Linked DNA regions of Gossypium hirsutum: region 2 is linked to region 1. The links are chromatin contacts, called in public Hi-C maps. All regions are on one chromosome and are shown on one strand. The core of a region is the stretch at or near the end of the contact, and the rest is flanking DNA. Distances in the headings are between cores, read along the strand shown.

Region 1 (2,757 bases), core at 164-2,663:
AAAATTGCCTACAATATAAACACCATGGCTTAAGACACCAAAGGAGAGCATAATACAAACACTATGGCTTAAGACATCAGATGTTAATGTTTACCTTGCTGCTTGTGAACAGCAATTCTTCACCTCGGTCAGTCCTCCATGAAAGAACCTGTCCTCCATGCAAGCTAACCTGAATAAATTTCAGACAATCAATATAACTATTTAAACCCAAAACGGTAGTTAGATTAAATTACAAATAGAATCAAGCATATGCTAGATTTTAAAGGTTCAATATTCCTGATACCTTAAAATTATGAAAAAGACTAGAAAATAAAGATAAAAAGAAGAAGACTGTGACCTTTGCAGATGCCCCGCGAGGATTCCGAAGAAGAATCTGATCAGCTCCATTTCTATCCTTTGAGACTTCAACAGCTAACCCAGAATTATTCATGGTGAAAACACAGTAAGGCAATGTAAGAAGAGGAAACAAAAGATGCAAACACTGATAGATCTCTCCCTGTCTTTATAACAATCGATGCAGCAGTTAAAGAGTAATCAGAAACAGAACTTTCCCCTTCACACTTTCTTGTGAAAAACCCCTCCCAAAATTTCCTCGTGAAGCCAAACCTGAAAAAATCCCAACTACCAATGCAACCACCTTAATCTTTCTTCACCATTAAAACTGCCAACAAGAGAAAAGAAAAGAAAAAACCTCACTGACAGATGGCTGCTTGATGATGGACTTGAAATCCCTCCAAATTTCCCAAAACAGACCAAATTCAGTGACAGGAAATTTTAAATCAAAAGGAAAAGGAAAAAATACCCAAGTCTAGAAACTACTTCCCAGATAATCAAACTGTCTTAAAACTTGAAAGAACCGACCAAAAACGGTTTCAAAGACAACCAAAATTAAATGTTGAGGCACCTTAAAAACGCTTTAAGACAGGTACAGTTTTTAAAGATTTGAAAATAGGGAGAAGGAAGGTCAAGTCAAGAACAAACTACCATTTTAATGGAGAAAGATTTGTCTGCAAATTTGAGTCTGACCTTTTCGTTTCATTAAAAGGAAAGGTCGGGTTTGTTGAAGAGATTATTAATAAATATATATATTAATCTCTTCCCTCCCTCGTATGGGGTCATGCTGGGGGGAAGGCGACTGACTCTTATTATAATTTGGTACCCGGTTTCTTTTAAAAGTCAAGAATTTATGCCAAAGACCAAACAAGAAGGACAAACTTTTTGGCTTGGACCGGTGATGGTGGTGGTGGTGGCTTCTAGACATATGATGTAGACTCTATGAAGTCTTAACCTGCGACCATGAGTTTAACTGAATTAACGACCCAACAAATATATTAGTAATTAAATCCTATATGTAAAAAGATGAGTAGAAGATAGGTATAAGAGTTTTTCTTTCTTTCTTATTCTTAATGTTGCAAATAAAGTAGATTCAACGGATGTAACTCAATGAATGAAGTCTCAGTATTTTCTTCTTTTTTTCCATTGCTCACTTCTTTCAACAAAATCATCATTAATGGTAAAGAAAGTTTTTTCAATGCTGAATCAAAGAAAACCAAACCCAATCTTAAAAAAGGTGGGATAGACTCGTTGCTTTGGGTATTGAATAAAGTACTCTATCTATAATTTAAATATATATATTAGTATGAAGTACACGTGACATGTCATGTGTCACTATCTTATTATTCTATTAACCATGTCAGTTTTTATCGATATAAATGGATGATTCTTTTAACAAAAATAATAAAATTACTTTTTAATCTAATCTATAGGAACTAATTTATCCGTTTTTTAGTAGAGAGAAAATGAAATCTAACTCCTAAAATTAATAGAAGATATAATTCAATTATAATTTTCTATATATAAACAAATTCAAAATAATAAAATTACATTTTTACATTCAATTTATAATTCAAATGTAAGTTTGAATATATGGACAAATTTATAATTCTCTCTCTCTCTCAACCGTCAATAGTGAAGGCATGTGACTAACCAATGGCTAAGGAAAGAGGAAAAGCCCAAAAGAACAACAGCCAGTGCTAGCCCAATGATGTTTTACATTGAAATTTTAGTCCTTTGCCCCCATTAGCATGTGTTGATCACCTTATTGGCTAATACCCATCTTTGGGCAGAAATCTCATGCCTTTGTAAATCAATGTCAACAAAGATAATAAACCAATGGCAGGGCTTTGTTTTCAAATTTATATAGACATTGATCTTTTAACAAGTAACAATCGAAAAATCATTTCCTTGAAGAACAAATCCTTCGAAGGGGAAAATCATGTGCCCCATTAAAAGACTTGAAAGCATAGATTTAAGAACACACACATCAGGTGGGGGCTTGGGGGGCTGGAATTTTACGAAGGCACTCAAACTTAGACCCCACAAAAAAAAAAAAGCATCATAAATAGGTGGCTAATGAAATCATCAAATACTTTTATATGGACTTGGTCTAACCAGTGGAGCGCGTTGGTTTTTCTCTACTTTTGACTTATCCTCTAAAAATAAAAAAAGATGGAAAAAGCTTTGTCTATCCATGGAAATTGCCTAAACCATGTTTTGGCATGAAATACATTGATGGAAACCAATCTTTTTGGTGTATGGATGTGTGGGTTTTTCATTGGTGAAGAGCTTCTTGCTTCCTATGATTTGTAATAAACGTTGGACATTGAAATTTGGAGCACAAGTTTTTTGCTTCTCAAACTCTTGTATGTATGTCTTGTTAAACTTATGCATGTATGTACCTTATTTAGGTAGGGGTGC
Region 2 (2,806 bases), core at 137-2,636, 140 kb before region 1:
CATCACAAACCCAGCAGTGCACACCACGTCGACCACTGTATACCCATAGAATATGATTAAAGCCAAAGTCATCTACATTATTAGAACTTGAAGTTAATTGATGGCGTAAGAAAAAGGCATGCAGTGCACTCAAGAAACCAAAAAAGCCTATGTTGTAATGCAAACATTTACATAGGACAGCTTAAGAACTCAAGTCTAATTAGAATATTTTCTGATCTAGGCCAGTTTAGTAAAGCCACCTAAGGCCTAAAACCTTTTAAACTCTAGCATATATCAGTTTTACCTCTGAGAGAAGTATCAATCACTTTAATCGCAATTGTCATTAGAGGCCAGCATTCCAAACAAACATCTGCTCCCGTGCAGCAATATCTAACATCATCATAATCACTTATATCCTGCGAAAATAATAAACATAACTCCAATGAGTCAAATAACATGGCCGATACATGCATTCAGTTTGAAAAGTAGGGTGAAATGCTTGGTTTTCCAGAAACGAAGTAGCTTACAATATCAAAAACCAATTCTCTCTCAACTGGAGTGAAAACATTGTCGCCACTTTGCGCATAAGCATGCCTCTTGGCAGGCTGCATTACAGACAATACATCATTAACAACTAATAAAACAGCTAACAAGAATAAGTAATAAAACAACTAATATGAGCAGCTTTAATTCATAGCTCACTGAATGACGATTCAAAGACTCCTTAATAAGAATAAAATTGAAAGAAATCTTACATCAACGCTATAGACAGGCCCGATATCTATCTTAAATGGACACTTTTCTTTGATGGAATTTTCCAGTTCCGTAACACTGTTGAAAGACTGGAATCGGATATAAATGTCATTTTCTAGCGTGAAAGAAAATTCCCTTCTTCCAAAGTAGGATTTGTCACAACCGGGATGCTTGCCATCTGCAGATAGCAAGATCACGATATACATCAATACATGGAGAAAAACACGAAAGCGCAGAAACAAGCGCGTGTTTGCAAGGCCATATATACGAAAAGGAAGAAGAGATTTGAGTTACCATTTCCGTAAGACATCCACTTGAACATGTCAGCATGAGGAAATAGCTTCCCTGCCATAAAATTAGTTTCAGATTTGAATCACAGCTGCTAGAATAAAAGAAAATTTCCATCATTCAAGCAATAGGACGAAAAATTTATAAGAGGAAAATGAGAATTCTGACCATAGTAGATTCTGAGATAGTTAGCGTTAAATTCATCAGGCACAGCATTTGCTTGCCCAGGTCCATCAATCACCATGTCATCTCTTCCGTTATCAGCTTGCTCTTTCGTCATCTTCGCTTCAAAATGAACCCTAATTTCTCGTTCAATATCACAATTTCATAGCAGAGAAAGTTCACAGGGAAGAGAAGAAGATGGCGGGAAAGAAAAAGGATTAGGGCAAAAAAATAGATCCTTTGGCGGGAAACTTTGGGCCTGAAAATTGGGCCCAATAACAACAAACCAGAAGGCTTAAGTACGCCGTCGTTCTCAATTTCACTGCATCAGTCCAAAAAATCCTTGGACCTATAAAAAAAACAGCCTGGGCAAAATCAAAATTCCTGCTACTAGTCAGGAATCACCATGGAAAGTACGAATAAACAAATAATAGCCAAAAAATTTGTTTATTTCAAAAAATATATTAAAAAGGAAAAAAAAAACACGGCGTTTCATTTTTTTTCCTCCCATTATTTTTAATTAATTATTCCAGGCGATGAGATGAGAAAGAGGCAATCAGGACCTGGCGATGGCGTTTTGTTTCGGACCTTTCTAGGACTCTCCGATAACCGGACCCGCTAGCACCCGGCGTCAGCTTTTGGACCGGCTTTTTCCTCTTCTCTTCCTCGGGCCACGGTTTTTGCTAAGGTTACTTCGATGGTGACCAATGATTATATCACCATGAACGGGAACGGGTTTAGCAAGAGGGCAGAAGAGTTCATCAAGAGGTACCACGAACTCGAGGTTAAAGAAAATCAGTGCAGCTCTTCGCTCGTTAAACACATCAAAGCTCCTGTTCACCTGGTATGCTTTTTCTAAAAATACTTTCTTTTTTTTTGTAAATTTCAATTATATTTACTTTTTCTAATAGAATCGATTGGGTTCCTATTTGGTGCTAGATCCGTACATAGATCTGGGGACAATTTTCGTTTAATTCAGTGAATTTTTGTTTTAGACGCTAATTTAAGAAGCTTAGCTTAATTTTCAGGCGACGTTTTATTTTGGGGATTTTTCTCTTTAACTTTTTTTCATTGCATGTGGGTTGGATATATGAGGAAGTCGATACTGAAATTTGGATTTTAGAATTTTGAGTGTCACTTAAAAATTCAGTTAGATTATGTGATATTAAACATTCTCTATCAATTGAAGCTAAACACATCCTTCAGCTATATGAAGCATTAATAACCTTTTATTAGTAGAAATTTCTCTGTAAATTGCTGTTTTCTTTCATTATTACTTGGTATGTGCTTGCTTTGAACGTAAATGGAACATAAGATTTTCTTTAGACTTGCATTTTCCTTAAGTGTGGAAAGGATATCTAGTGCTTAGGGGTTCTTATATCTCATTGTCATCTTCAAATACCGATAAATTTGGATTGAATGAATTTAATTTGATATCCCATACCCAATCTAAACCTTGGGTAGGTACAAATGATTAGTTTCAGGTATTTTTTAGTTTGCTTGATTGAAGGCAAACTTGGCTGTGTTTTGTGCCTTAATGAATGATTATTGGTTTTTGATCAATCAGGTTTGGTCATTAGTTAGGAGGTTTGATCAACCGCAGAAGTACAAACCATTTGTTAGC

What was found. Hi-C and Micro-C count contacts between places; a contact is called where the count stands out from the background.
Region 2: a Hi-C map of leaf shows a contact between it and region 1, with 2.1 times the contacts expected there. The contact joins the promoter of LOC107947091 here to the promoter of LOC107947081 in region 1. A contact is called at or near these places in 2 of 34 Hi-C or Micro-C datasets (both in leaf).

What each region holds. Positions count from the first base shown.
Region 1 is chrD12:59,239,278-59,242,034 of Gossypium_hirsutum_v2.1, reverse strand. It overlaps LOC107947081 (putative glucose-6-phosphate 1-epimerase), which reads right to left and starts at 1,413. Exons shown (of 8, transcript XM_041107476.1): 1 at 338-1,413; 2 at 95-169; 3 at 1-8. The coding sequence starts at 430.
Region 2 is chrD12:59,383,030-59,385,835 of Gossypium_hirsutum_v2.1, reverse strand. LOC107947091 (DNA primase small subunit) reads right to left here and starts at 1,386. Exons shown (of 15, transcript XM_016881648.2): 1 at 1,189-1,386; 2 at 1,027-1,077; 3 at 735-910; 4 at 507-584; 5 at 284-395; 6 at 1-72. The coding sequence starts at 1,300. LOC107947093 (abscisic acid receptor PYL8) reads left to right here and starts at 1,572. Exons shown (of 3, transcript XM_016881650.2): 1 at 1,572-2,026; 2 at 2,750-2,806. The coding sequence starts at 1,880.